Linked DNA regions of Sus scrofa: regions 2 and 3 are each linked to region 1. The links are chromatin contacts, called in public Hi-C and HiChIP or PLAC-seq maps. All regions are on one chromosome and are shown on one strand. The core of a region is the stretch at or near the end of the contact, and the rest is flanking DNA. Distances in the headings are between cores, read along the strand shown.

Region 1 (5,052 bases), core at 87-2,586:
TACTTATTTCTCTCCCCTATCAAGGGCCTGCTTCTCATTTCATGAGAAAAAAGGCGGAAGCATTAATTATAATTAGTCATGTAAATTTCTAAAGCCTTTCATAAAAGTATCTTTCAGAAATTGGAGGCCAAATAAACTTCTAGTCACATGTTATTTTTGTTTTTCTTCCTGGCAATGTACACTCTAGTTCAAATATATTCAGGACGCAAACTTTAAACAGAATTAAGAGCTGATTGTAAAATTCTACGTTAAAAAAAAAAGAGCTTAAAAAACATTTTGATTTGAAGAAAAAAAAAATCAAGCCTCTTGCGGCAGAAATTAGACATAATCAAGGGAAAACTACCAGACGTCGTACCAATCACTGCACTAAAGAACGCCACAGGTCGTCCAAAAGACGCATTCATTTTAACCAACAGCTCCTTTCCTCCCGCCAAAGCTGTCCCTAGAACATCAGAGAACAACCCAAGGAGCGATTTATGATTTTTCCCTTTTGATTCCCCCCCACCTCCATATCCATCCATCCACCTGCCTGGAGGTGTCAAGGCGCCTATAAATGGTTAACAGTGACCAGAAGCAGAGAGAGAAACAAACACCCCTGACAACCCACAGCTGAGTAAGCAAGAGCTGTTTATTCACGAACATGTTCCATTTGGAGACTATCGGAGAGCCCTTGAAAGCCCGGGCACATTTAGAAGGTTCCTAGAGAGGGAGAAAATAATCTTTCCCCCAATCCCACCTCCCCTCTCCCCTCTCCCCCACCCCATCCCCCGGGGCAAACATACACACTCGGGTGGGAACCATCTGGTCACGGCAGCCCCTGTCCTCCTGACCCCTCAGGAATAACACTAGAGCATCCGACCCTTTGCGGGGGTTGTGTAATTCCCCAAAATGGGTTCAGATGCGGCAGAGGCTGGCCCCTGCGCCGAGAGCTTCAGAAGGCGCTTCTGCCACCCCCACCCCCGCCACGGCCCGCCCGGACGCCGCGGCCAGGACTGGGGACCCTGCTGAGAAATGGCTCTTTAGCCCCCACCCCTCACCTGGCTCGGTCCCACCTGAGCGCAAAAGCGGAGAGAAAAGAAACAGGCAGGGAGGGCTGACCTTGATGCTACTGACAGTGGAGCGGCACATCCTGCTGCTTCCTGGAAAGCGGCCCGCAGGACATTTTTCCCCCTGGAGGAAGGAAACGGGAGGGCGCCGGCCGGGCGGCGGCGGGCGCAGCGGCGGTGGTCTGGGCAGGCTGTGCAGCCTCTAGCGGGGACGGTCCGAGGACTACATCTCCCAGGCTGCTCTGGGCCGCCTTGCGTCGTGACCCCGGCGCGCACGGAGGCGGTGACTCTTACCTCACAGAGGTAGCTCCTCCGCCGGCAGCAACTCGGCGCCCGCGGTCCATGGACCGGAACCCCGGGCCGACGGGCAGGAACCCGGGCCGCGATCGCCGCCTCCCCGCCCCAGGCTCCTCCTCCTCGCTCCCCACCGCCTCCTCCGGGCGCCCGCGGGCCGCGCACCGCCACCGCTGGGCTCGCGGAGCCGCCCCGGGAGGCTGGCTGGCGGGTTCGTGGCGGCCGCTGGACTGAGGCCTACTCCGCCGCCTCTCAGTGCTATTGTCCCTGGGCCCGGCCCTGACCGGGCCCACTGGGGAGGCGAGTGCGCCGGCTCAGCGGAAGATGCCGGACCAAGCCCTACAGCAGATGCTGGACAGGTACGGACAACCTTGGGGGAGGACGCGAGCCGCGGACTCTCGCTCCGGCCCTGCCGCGCCCAGCCTCGGGGCTCTTCGGAAGCGGAGCCCGGCGTGCTGGGAGGAGTTCCACGGCCTGGGGGCCGGGTGAGGGGCAGAAAGTTTGGAGCCCATACGTGGGAGAGGACAGAGCGGGTGGCCTGGATGCGTAGACCTAAAGCGAAACTTAAAGAGTGCCGTGTAGTATTGTTCGAACGCCGTTGAGAAGTGAGAGGGGTTCGTATTAACCCACAGAATTAGTTTCTTTTTCTTACTCTTCTCCCCTCCCCCCAAACTTTGTTGTAACGTGTTTGTCAGTGATGTCACTGGCAAGGAGAACCAGACTCTTTTCCTGGGGAGTGATCCCCCTCCAATTTTAATACTTATTCCAAGATAAGCATTGTTTTGGAAAGCCTGATAGGCTGATTACATTTCTCCTAACTCCCCCATCCCATCCCCACCCCAGGCTGTAAGGTCAAGAGTATCCGCAAGGGACTTTAACGGTCAGACCAAAGTAGAGGTTATGGAAAACAGCCATGAGTCCAACCCTGAACACTTAGCATATTTTACTATTCGTTGAGTTCACAGAGCAAGTTTCATCTTATTTTGGGGCCAGCTCCTGGGGGCTCCAGGGGGTAAAATTCTGTGAAATCGGCTGCACCGCCCTCTGCTGTTCATATTCTAGTCCGTGGGTTCTATCAAGAGTTTTTGGGGATCGGTAATCCACATTTCCCCCTAAACCAGGACATAACTTCCCAGCATAGCCAATGCTGCAGGCTAATAATGCATGTTTGGTTGCCTACACCTTTCAGTAGACCACTTGTCCCCTTGTTCAGCATGAGGTACAGCTCTTTGTACTGAGGGAAGGTCCAACTGGAAGGTGTTAAATGAAAGGCCTCGCTTAAATGAGATATACCCAATTAAATGCTGTTTGGATCTGCCCCACCCAGAACACACATCCCCCAAGAGTAGGCCTCCTTCCAAAGTGACAGACGTTTCCTTTGGAGCTTAGAATTTTGAGATGTCTAAGTTGATAGAAATCATGGAACTGACTTGTTTATTAGTTGGGGTGGCCCAGTGATTAATCCAGCCCTTGTTTGATGAGAGCATTCAGGTCTGGTTGGTTGTGTTGACTACTCCCTTCATGTAAGCAGTTTACAACCTCCTGGAAGATGGCAGCTTACTCATTATTTATTTTGAATCCCACATCAGAGCCTGGTACTCAGCAGGTCCTCAGTATATATGTATTTGTTTTTTGAACAAATGCATGAACTTTTTGGTCATTTTCCCCAATTGTCTAGGGGTTTGATAATTTACCATACTCACAAATTTCATAGGATACTGAAATATACCCAGAGAAGTCCACCTTTCTGCCACTGCCAGTTCCAATCAAATGAGACCCTATTCTGGTGCAGGGTATTTTGTAATTAACTTTTTTTTTTTCCTCTGAGGGAAAACCACTTTTATGTAGGTGACTTTTAGTAAACTTTTGTGTCTGACTTTCATATGTTCTTTGGAGATTTCCATAAAAGTTAAAAAAAAAAAAAAAAAAAAAAAAGAAAGAGAGAAAGAAAGAAAAAAGCCAAGAAGTACTAGTGAGGCATTTAAAACATCTCAACAGGAACTTGGAAATTCTGGCAGCATATACTGAAACAAGTGACTGTAATTCTGGCTTCCCTCATCTTCTGTACTTCTTGTATATACCCCAAGAAAGATTCTTAAGATGACATTTAGAGATCTTGATTATCTAATCAGTATTTTGCAACCTGGCCACATGTTAGCATCACCTGAGAAGCATTTTAAAATATGGATGGATTCCTGGCTCTGCCCAAGACCAGTTAGTTTACAAATTTCTGGAGAATGGGACCTGAGCATGTATATTTTCAGACACTTTTCAAATATTTTTTGTGGTTGAAAACCACTACAAGAGATAGTACAGCTGAATGAGATAAGCTTGGGCAGAAATCTTGATGTTCTTATTTTTCTGCTTACCAGCTATGTGACTTTGCACTCAAATTCTAAGGCTCCACATCCTCATTTATAAAATGGCAATATCCTACCTCACCAGATTGTATAAATGAAACATGTTTAAGCACTTTATAAACAATGAAACACTATTCATATGCTGTGCACACAGAAGGTACTTAAAATTCTAGTGTAACCAACCACTGTAGCAATCCCTGCCCCTCCCCCATCCTCTTCATATTTACTATCATCTTAATCTAGGCTGGCCCTACATGCAAATTGAATGCAAAGATACTTAATAGGTTGATTTGAGGAGTACTGATGGGCCCAAGAGAGTAAAATATGTCAACCTATTAGGGCCCAGATTTCTTGTCATGAATTTGGCTTACCCCCAGCTTTTCTTTGGGTGGCAATTTCTGAGGGGCATATTTAGCTAAGAAACTTGCCCTTGTGTTTATTTCTTCAGTGCAACTTCTGTCCTTAAGAAGAGTAAGGAAATGTGTATAGCTATACTGTTCTTTTTCCTCTAGGTTAAAAATATGTTTTATAGTGCTTATTAAACATTTGTGCTTGTTGTATTGGTTTAATATATACTGACAACATTTGCCCAGTGCCATTCTAGGCCCTTGGTATATAGTGGTAAACATAAGCAAAAATGCTCAAATGGAGCTTTAATTCTAGTGAGGTTTGTGTTCCATAAACTGTCAAATAAAATGAAGATTATATTTATATAATATGAATGGTATGAACACTTTATACATTTAGTTTTTCAAGGTTTTTTTTATTTTAATTTTTTCTATTATAGTTGATTTACAGTGTTCTGTCAATTTCTGCTGTACAGCAAAGTGACCCAGTCATACATATATATGATCTTTTTCTCACATTATTCTTCATCATGTTTCATCACAAAGTTTTTTAAATTCGTAGTAACTTACTAATAGCTGAAGTTCAATTGCTTTGCCATTTGTGAATAACCGAATTTAGTTTAGCAATTATTAGCGTATCTCGATAAATTTTATTCTTGCATTATTTGTAGGTGGAAAGAGTATATATAGATATATATTTTGATTGCCTTTCATTTTTATAAATAAGCAACTATTTTATGTAAGTTTATCATTTGAACCTTTTAAATTGAGAGTAGTGGGAAAAGGGGTGGTTTTCTAGTGTCATGAATGATTTGGGGTCACAAATCTTTGCCCTGAAATTATAATCGCTCATAAAAGCAAACCCTTTACATCAGGCTCTCGGGATCTTGATCAGTTTCTCTTCCTTTCCTTCATTGCTTTACTTTTTTAAGAAGTCTGTTATAGATTACTCTATCACCATATACTTTCTTGTTTTCTATTTCTCAGAATTAGTAATAAATTTAT
Region 2 (4,684 bases), core at 655-3,154, 340 kb before region 1:
ACCACTGATCTGTTGTGCCACAGCAGAAACTCCAGAGTATTTTTTTTTAATTTTTTTATGGCTTCACTGGAGGCACATAGAAGTTTCCAGGCAAGGAATTTTATTTTATGTATGTATTTATTTATTTATTTAGTTTATTTATTTATTGTCTTTTTAGGGCCGAAGCCAAGGCATATGGAGGTTCCCAGGCTAGGACTGAATCAGAGCTACAGCTGCCAGCCTACACCACAGCCACAGCAAAATGGGATACTAGTCAGGTTCGTTTTCACTGTACCACAACGGAAACTCCTGGTTTATTCTGAAGCCCTCATTTCTAGTATGAGGTGTTTAGCATGTGGTGGGTACTTAATTTTGGCTGAATAAATGAATATAGTGTGTAATCAGTAAATGTACCTGCTTGTTAGTTTCAGTGGTGGTAGATGAACTGAGAAGGCAGGTGGGAGGAGGCTGTGATATGCCAAGATATTAGAACATCAGTTTGGAATTCCCACTGTGGCACAGTGAAAACTAATCTGACTAGGAATCATGAGGTTGCAGGTTTGATCCCTGGCCTCGCTCAGTGGGTTAAGGATCCGGTGTTGCTGTGAGCTGTGGTGTAGGTCACAGACGTGGCTCAGATCTTGTGTTGCTGAGGCTGACAGCTGTGGCTCCAATTTGACCCCTAGCCTGGGAACCTCCATATGTCGTGGGTGTGGCCCTAAAAAGGAGAAAAAGAAAAAAAGAAAAAAGAACATCAGCTTAATCAGATTTTTGTCTAATTGCATAAACAGTGCCTAACAGAGTGTCTGGTATAGAGCAGGGACCAAACTAATATTTGCTGAGTGAATGAACAGTAAATATTATTACTAGCTTGGATGTCAGGCAAATTACCAACTTAGTTTTCCCACCTATAAAGTGAACATTAATACTTTCTTTACAGGATTGGCCTACAAATTATGTGAGATAACGCATGCCAAATGATTAGCACACAGTAGGTTCTTAAGTTAGTTTCTTTCCCTTTATGGTCTATAAACTCTTGTAAACTCTTGTAGATACATGACATCATTTTATTCCTATAGTAATTCTCATTAGCTTCATTTTACAGATGAGAAAGACTCAGGGATTGAGGCATAGCCTCTTCAGGTAATGAGTAGTCAATGGACAAGTTTTATGACACGATAAAAGCAGTGTTTCTTGAAGACTAATCTGTTGGAGGCCTGAAAGATTAGCTCAATTGAAGAAGTTGGAAAAATATCCCTTTGACAATTATTATAAAAATCAGGTTTAAGATAAGGGCCTGCACCAGGTGACAGAGAAATGTTTAAAAGACTAATAAGTTAAGCAATTGAATAGATGCATAAGCAAATAAATATAAACATAAATGGCTGAGAATTTTCAAATCTGATGAGAAAATGACGGGACCAAAAAGAGAAACAATTAGGAAACCAAACTTGGCAAAATGGCTGGCAGAAGACCTTTCCTCCAGTGCCCATGCAGAACATATGGCAGGAATATGGCAAACATTTGGGCCGTGTCTTCAGAAGTACCGTCGCAGATCTTTCTGGATTTCACCCTTCCCTCTGGCACTGCCACCCGGACTAGAGAGTTCTCTGGTCCCTCGGATATTGCTTTCTCTAGGAAAATCCGGTGGGACAAAAATGGGGCTGGAGGAATCAGAAACATAGGTTTTGAACTTCCAGAACCCGGGCTACAGAGTCTTTTTTCCTTTTTTAGAAAATTAAGGGGACTCTTACTTCTCCTCTCCTGCCTCCTCTGAAGACTAACAATCCCCTTCTGATGGGCACCACGAGCTAGTTCGCAGGCGCGCGCCGCCGGGGGAAGCCTCTCGCACTCCTTTGGCTCAGCGGCCAAGCGGAAACCCTCGCGGGGGCTGACGTCACTTCCGGCGCGCTGACGCTCAGTCCGGCGTGCCGACGCCTACGTCAGCAAAGAGCGGGGCTGGGGGCACCCGGTTTGAAGTCGTGCGGGTCGGAGGACTGCCGCCTCCGACTCTGTCTCAGACCTTTGCGCCCCGGCCGCGGTGGGTACGAGCTCGGGTAGGCGGCGGGGCAGATGCCCGAGGGCCCGCGCCAGGACGCCCCTCGCCGCACTGGCCGCTCCCTTTTGCTTCGGGGCCTGGGCCTGCGCCGCTCTGCTCTCTGGAAACTAGCGCCTCCGCGGCGCCGCGGGTCGCTCGCGGCGAGCTCCGAACCGCCGGCGCCCGGCCATGGCGGTCTCCAGGTAAGTCTAGCTCTTCCCGAGCCGACGGTAAATCGGCCCGGCCGAGGCACAGTCTCCTCTCGGTGCACCCACTCCTAGAAAGGAGCGGTTCCCATTGTCACTGGGCTCGGGCGCCTTCCTCCCCACACTCAGGAGTTTTCCCCTTGGTCTGCGAGGGTTTTGGCTCTGGTTACTTCTCCTAAATCGGTTAAAAAAACGTCTCTTTCTTGTTGAATACAGCCTTTGGCACGTTAGAGCTAGTTTTTCTCTTTCCTCACCATGTTTCTCATCTGTGGTTTCTCTTCCCTCTTTCAGTTCTAGGAGAGTCTCTTCTCTTTCATAGTATTCTAAGGCCGATCCCTAACCTCCATTTCACGGGAAAACTTGGTAGTAACTGTCGACGTCGGGGAGGTTTGAGTTACTATTATCCAAATGACCTTTTAATTATGTGAAAATTTTTTCTTTACGTCTTTAGGGATATGTTCTTTCCTTGGGACTTTTTTTTTACAATACAAAATAATTCTTCCTTTTGTTTGGCAGTACCTACTCGATCGTCAGCGTTGTAATCTGTAGCAAATTATTGAATCGGCATCATCTTCTTAACCAAGGCGCGAAAGATGGATCGCAAATCTTAAATTATTTTAAAGTGATGCCCATCAGTAGCAAAGTCTAGGAAAACTGTAGGAAAACCAGCAAGACATTTATTTGTATAGCTATAGGAGGAACTTCTTTCCTCCAGTATTAAAGAATGGTGGGAATACATTTTGGCAGAGGCTCGATGTTAGTGGGCATATGGACATGTAAATAGGGGATAGTCTTTCTCAGAGCAGTCAGAAAGATTGAGCAAGTTTATTGTTAGTTTTCATGAGTAGTTTTCTACCACATAGACTGAAGGGGGAAATGATGACAGTTCAGAAAACATCGTTTTTATTCATTTTTCATAGTTGAGCACATTCCTATTTTGCAAGTGAAAAGATAACCCATCCCTTGCATACTCTCCAGATAAATTATGAAAGAGCGTGTGGGAGAAACACATGAGAATTGGGTTGCAAGATAACTGTAGCAGGGGCATCCAAGTTTTATTTCATAGATTAGTTGAATTCATTAATGTGAGGAGGTTCTTATTTTGTGATTTATAAAAATACCTTGAGAGAATACAAGTAATGTTTTCAGTTTTTGCAAATACAGGAAGGTGTATATTTTAATTGGTTGCCTATAATGTGAATATATAGATATATATGTTATAAACACATTGATACATAAACTTAATATGGAATTCTGTTTATAAGATGATACAGTGTTTAAAGGAATGAGCAGCTCTTGAAATTTCCTTCTTGTGCAGATTGAATATTTTCGTAGTACTAGATGTAGTGACAAAATGAAAGTTGTATAGCAACAAAATGAAAGTTTAGGAGTTCCCGTCATGGCTCATGGGAAATGAATCTGACTAGGATCCATGAGGACACAGGTCCGATCGCTGGCCTCCCTCAGTGGGTAAAGGATCCGGCGCTGGTGTGAGTTGTAGTGTAGGTCATAGACTTGGCTTGAATCTGGCATTGCTGCGTCTGTGGTGTAGGCCAGCGGCTACAGCTGCAGTTGGACCACTAGCTTGGAACCTCCATATGCCGCAGGTGCAGCCCTAAAAAAAAAAAAAAAAAAAAAAAAAGCCAAAAAAAAAAAAAAAAAGAGTTTAAAGAGTGCCTAATCTGCTTCTGCTTCTATTTGCAGAAGTTTAGAAACCTGAATTACTGAATGAATGAGTGGGTTTTGAAAGCAGCTGCTTTATATTCTTGACATTGGATTTCAAAGGGTAGTACTCTTTTTTCTGTAGATCTTTTTTATTTAGCTTGCCAAAATTATATTAAATTCTACCTTAAAAAGAAAGCCTGTCATGGTTTTATAAAAGAGCTGGTCCTGTGCTTATTTTGGTAATATAATAGGTTCAAGGAAAACACTTCTGAGACACTTTCTGGTTTGGGGATAACTGCCAGGCCTTGACTTTTTCATCTGAAGATTCACTTTGAATAGCAAACTTTAATTTTAAGCAGGCTTTCTCCATGCACTGAGCACATGTCTTTATTAGCTAAATTTCCTTTCTCCTGTTGGTGTGGAATACAGACTCATTTTAATATTTTATTACATAACAGATGGAAGATGGTTTAAGAGATAAGTATCAGATTTGCTTGAATCAAATCTAAAGTATTTTTTGCACTGTTTATTTTGGTGTGCATGCATAACTGAAAAGAAACTGCTATTTTTAGAACCTTGTAAATATTTCCGATAGAAGGGAAATAGTAAGTTTGGATTGTCAGATTCTGAAATCTAGAAATAATATTTGACTCCTTCCGTTCCTTCCCTTCAGTCTAGCCATTCCTTAAATCTAATCCTGCTAGTTCTACCTTTTTTTTTTTTTTTTTAATGGCTTCACTCGCAGCATATGGAAGTTCCCAGGCTAGCGGTCCAGTTGGAGATGTAGCCACTGGCC
Region 3 (4,957 bases), core at 808-3,307, 470 kb before region 1:
TACACTCCATATGTTGGAAAAAATTAATCAGACAGTATCCAGCATTGATGAGGACAGAGTTTTTTTTAAGACTCCTAAACTCAGCTAGTGTGTCTATTTTAAACAATCTCTTTGAAAAACAATTTGGCTTTACCTTGTAAAGTGAACATTCATTCCTTGTGACTCAGTGATCCCACCCCTGGATAGTCCATTTCCTCAGTGTTTTTCAAAACTTGTGTTACCACTCATTTGTGAGTTCTGTAATCCATTAACTGAAAGTCATAACTAGCATTTTTCTAAACATTGAAGAAATGAATATTGTTTTATTATTTGATGACACTTTTGTTTTATGTATAAGTATGTTTACTGGCTGAAGACACAAAATGCATTTCTTTTTTTTTTTTTTTTTTTTTTTGTCTTTCTTTTGTTGTTGTTGCTATTTCTTGGGCCGCTCCCGCGGCATATGGAGGTTCCCAGGCTAGGGGTTGAATCGGAGCTGTAGCCACCGGCCTACGCCAGAGCCACAGCAACGCGGGATCCGAGCCGCGTCTGCAACCTACACCACAGCTCCCGGCAACGCCGGATCGCTAACCCACTGAGCAAGGGCAGGGACCGAACCCGCAACCTCATGGTTCCTAGTGGGATTCATTAACCACTGCGCCACGACGGGAACTCCACAAAATGCATTTCTTATACTATAGGCAGTGGTCAAAATGTCTGCCTCTCATTTTAAATACTTGTACATGTGCACCAGAAGAATGCATAGGAATATTCATAGCACTCTTGTTCATAACAAAAAATTGGAAAGAAACCAAATGGCAGCATTGTAAATTTGAGCACATTCCCAAGCAAAAACTGAATTTGCCGAAAAAGAGGTTAAGAAATTCAGGGGAGGGGGAATATGCTTGCCTGCATTGCAAAGGTCAATATGTATCCCTTTACGTTTGCATTATCTTTCTTTTTTTTTTTTTTTTTTTTTGTCTTTTTGCTATTTCTTTGGGCCACTCCCGCGGCATATGGAGGTTCCCAGGCTAGGGGTCGAATTGGAGCTGCAGCCACTGGCCTACGCCAGAGCCACAGCAACACAGGATCCGAGCCGCGTCTGCAACCCACACCACAGCTCACGGCAACGCCGGATCGTTAACCCACTGAGCAAGGGCAGGGACCGAACCGCAACCTCATGGTTCCTAGTCGGATTTGTTAACCACTGCGCCACGACGGGAACTCCTATCTTTCTTTTAAAAGTTTCCTAAGACTAAGGTATAGAGTACGGGATGATCATGAACAGCTGCATCAGTACCTTAGGCGTGAGAATTAATAATGTGCTTTTCTTGCTTCCATAGTAAAAAAAAAAAAAAAAAAATCACAATTCATTAAACTGTCAGCAATGTGTATACCCAGGATAAGCACACCTCAGCCAAATCAACATAATATTGATTTATGATGGGCCCTTCAATTAGTCCCGAGCTAATAACTAAGGGAAAAGTAATTAATCTGAGCAATGCCTCTCCGTTATTAATTTATACTTGGAACAAACTTTCATCGCTTTCCTAATTTCCTAAACGATCTGGGGGCGGTTCATCCAAACTTCCCATCAAGCAAGTCATTCATTTCCGAGAAGTGGCTCACAAAAAACAACAAAATAGCAGTTGCCGGGGCAGGGAGAAGGTTGGGGAGGTGGGGGTTGGGGGAGCACAAAAACAAACCAAACCAGAAAAGAAACCCTCAAGGAGAAAGTGATTGTGGAAGCTGAAAAAAATGGAACATTTCCTCATAACAAGTCCAAAATAATATGTAAGATCGGAGAGAAAACTTTCGAGAGTTCTTTCCAGTGTTGTAGCAGTAAGGAAATTCAGACCAGGAAATCCATTCTTTAAACAGAGACAATAAGCAGAATTGTTCGACTCCATCAAAAGCCACCACAAAGATGGCGGTGGGACGAAGCCCCTTCTTCTCCCGCGGCCGGAGGCTCTCGCCTCACATTTCCCACAAGCCCCTCCGCGCGGCCTGGCTCTCCGAAACCCAGCCGGCCGCTCTGCCGCCACTGCGCACGCGCGGCACGACGTCACGTGCGCTCCCGGGCTCAGCAGAGCTGGCAGGAGGGGCCTTGCCAGCTTCCGCCGTCGCGTCGCTTAGTGTCTCAAACGGCGGGTTCGCTGTGCCTCCGCCGTCTCAGGGCAGCCAGGGGTCGTGGGGCTGGGCGAGGGGTGCGCGGCAGCGCGGCCATGGGACTGAGTCGAGCCCGGTGACAGCAGGGAGTCAAGCGGCCCGGGCCCTGAGCTCCTCTCCTCCCGGGGCCCTCGCCCTCCTGCTCGCGGGGCCGGGGCTCCTGCTGCCGCTGCTGGCGCTGCTGCTGGTGGCGGCGGCGGCCAGGATCATGTCGGGCCGCCGCTGCGCCGGCGGGGGCGCGGCCTGCGCGGGCGCGGCGACCGAGGCGGTGGAGCCGGCCGCCCGCGAGCTGTTCGAAGCGTGCCGCAACGGGGACGTGGAGCGAGTCAAGAGACTAGTTACGCCCGAGAAGGTGAACAGCCGCGACACGGCGGGCAGGAAGTCCACGCCGCTCCACTTCGCCGCAGGTAACCCAGGCCATTGCCGCCTCGACTCGCCCCAGACCCCACCTGCGCACCCAGGCTCGCAGGCCCCAAAGCAGACATAATGCTCCTCTGACCCCGGCCTTTCCCATAGGACCCCGGTCCCATTCATCTCGATGTTGTCGAATGGGAACTGAGGAAATGGGGGTAGGGGAGTAGGGGCGAGCGTGCTGAACTCACTGGAAGTTTTGTTTTTGTTTTTGCTTTGTTTTGTTTTGTATCGACAATACCTGTACCAACTTCCGGTCTTACTAACCTGAAAGGCCTTGTACACACAGAGTAAGAGATGTAATAGACCTTGTGATTTTAAAGGCCAGTTAACTGTAAAATCTATCGTTCTTGCACGTTCCACTGTAACACTTAACAATCCTTTGATATACAATCTTAAAGGCTTTTATAAAACGCAGGAGTGTAATTCAAGAAGAGTAGCTTAATTGACCATTGACACATTACCCTTAATGAGTTTATCAGGGTAGCAAGTTTCTAGAGAGACTAGAACTGGAAATAGTCAAGTTTGGGAGAACTGAGATCTGACTTAGGCTGGGTGCGATTGGGTAGTCCCTGCCAGACTCAACTTAGGGTGGAAAGTAGAATGAGAGGAAAGACGGTGCAGGTTCTCTAGCTTGGATTTAGAATTTAAATTGGTACTAGCCTCGCCTCATTCTGAGATTTAGATTGTTTGAAGTACTTTATTTTAATTTTTGCTAGGTTCACTTTGTAATATAAGCTTTTTAAATTTAATTGAAAAATTAAAAAATTAAAGATGAAACAGCTCATTTCTACAAGGCATTTATGCTTTTCTTTTTGAGGAAAGATCGTGATTATCCTCAAGGGAGCCATGCACGATTAAAAGTGGGAATAGAGTGTCATACTTCCGTTAGTCCTGGTTTTTCATTTTGGGTATTACATGCTTGTTTAAAATAATTTTTTGAAAAAGCAGAACTATATGTTTTAAAGCACTGTTTTTTGGAGTAGGAATGATGTGCAGAGAAGGAAAGATTTCCGTATTCACAGACATTGTTGGGCTCCCACTGAGAAGCCTTTTAAGGGAGAAGATTTAGGAGGCCATTGGTGGGAGAAGTAGAAACAAGACTGTAGGCAGCAGAAAGGGAATGGGGAAGAATTCTAAAATCAAATCTCCTTTTTCACCATTTTGCCTAAAATTTTGGTGATCAGTGCTGCCTTTCCTCAGCTAATTTGGATTGTCGTTTTTGTCCATGTAGTCAACATTTAAACAACTGATTTGGCAAACTTTCATACCCAACTGATACGTAATCCAAAGGGTAGTGTTACTTAGATTCTGTTCACTTGATCTGTGGGATAAAAATAACCAAGGAAGATCTTAGTTGCTACCTTTCAAGAATTTGTTGTATTAGTGAGTTCATCTCTGAAAATAGTAATATTTGGAGGTTTAAGGTTATGGATTAGCTTCTGATTGACCTTGTTCCTCCCAACCTTCCCACCCTCAGTTCTGTCCCAGCATTTCAAAGTACTTTTTAATGTAGATTTCATGTAGTTTGGTCAGACTGAAAAGGAGAATTTTATTTTAGGAACCAACTCACCCATCATAATTTACCACATACAGGTTAAAAGATTAAGAATTTATGGTATAGGAGTTCCCGTTGTGGCTCAGTGGTTAACGAATACGACCAGGAACCATGAGGTTGCAGGTTCAATCCCTGGCCTTGCTCAGTGGGTTGGGGATCCGTCATTGCCTTGAGCTGTGGTGTAGGTTACAGACGCAGCTCAGATCTGCCATTGCTGTGGTTGTGGTGTAGGCCGGAGGCTACAGCTCTGAGTCGATCCCTAGCCTGGGAACCTCCATATGCCACAGGTGCAGCCCCAGAAAAGACAAAAAGACAAAAAGACAAAAAAAAAAAAAAAAAAAAAATTAAAAGAATTTAAGGTATGAAAGTAACAAAATAAAAAAATTACTGATGGCCTGCATTAAACCTGAGCTTTAAAGCCTTGCATTTAAATCTAGATAGATACTTTTTTAAAAAATTAGTCTTATAAATTTAAGTTAGTAGTTCGATTAATGAGAAAGAACCTGTTTTAATTTTTAAGTAAAATTAAAGGAGTTCCCTAGAGGCCTAGCCGTTAAAGATTCAGCGTTGTCACTGCTGCAGCTTGGGTCATTGCTGTGGTGCAGGTTCCATCCCTGTCCCCAGGAACTCCCACATGCCATGGGCACAGCAAATAAATACGTACATACATCCAGCTGCATTTTCTCTTAATATATGGAGAATACATTTTATAAACTCTTTGTAGGTGGTGAGTTATCAGTCATGCTAATGTGCAGCATGTCTTTGGAAGCTCAGTGTAGGTGGGACTGCGTAGCTGCCTGACCAAGCAGTTTTTTATGTTTGTACATTATAGGGTAAGTG

Evidence for each region. A called contact is a pair of places that touch in the nucleus more often than the background predicts. HiChIP or PLAC-seq counts read pairs in DNA pulled down with a chosen protein or histone mark.
Region 2: a Hi-C map of liver shows a contact between it and region 1, with 5 times the contacts expected there. The contact joins the promoter of BTAF1 here to the promoter of MARCH5 in region 1. A contact is called at or near these places in 2 of 47 Hi-C or Micro-C datasets (embryonic fibroblasts and liver) and 2 of 2 datasets of contacts at active chromatin or transcription factors (alveolar macrophages and skeletal muscle).
Region 3: a contact with region 1 is called in an H3K27ac HiChIP or PLAC-seq map of alveolar macrophages. The contact joins the promoter of TNKS2 here to the promoter of MARCH5 in region 1. A contact is called at or near these places in 1 of 47 Hi-C or Micro-C datasets (heart right ventricle) and 2 of 2 datasets of contacts at active chromatin or transcription factors (alveolar macrophages and skeletal muscle).

The regions. Positions count from the first base shown.
Region 1 is chr14:103,869,972-103,875,023 of Sscrofa11.1, forward strand. MARCH5 (E3 ubiquitin-protein ligase MARCH5) reads left to right here and starts at 1,337. Exons shown (of 6, transcript XM_001927572.5): 1 at 1,337-1,699. The coding sequence starts at 1,665. It overlaps CPEB3 (cytoplasmic polyadenylation element-binding protein 3), which reads right to left and starts at 1,274. Exons shown (of 12, transcript XM_021073494.1): 1 at 1,099-1,274.
Region 2 is chr14:103,528,842-103,533,525 of Sscrofa11.1, forward strand. It overlaps BTAF1 (TATA-binding protein-associated factor 172), which reads left to right and starts at 1,905. Exons shown (of 38, transcript XM_003359291.5): 1 at 1,905-2,220. The coding sequence starts at 2,207.
Region 3 is chr14:103,394,367-103,399,323 of Sscrofa11.1, forward strand. It overlaps TNKS2 (tankyrase-2), which reads left to right and starts at 2,058. Exons shown (of 27, transcript XM_001926556.7): 1 at 2,058-2,555. The coding sequence starts at 2,357.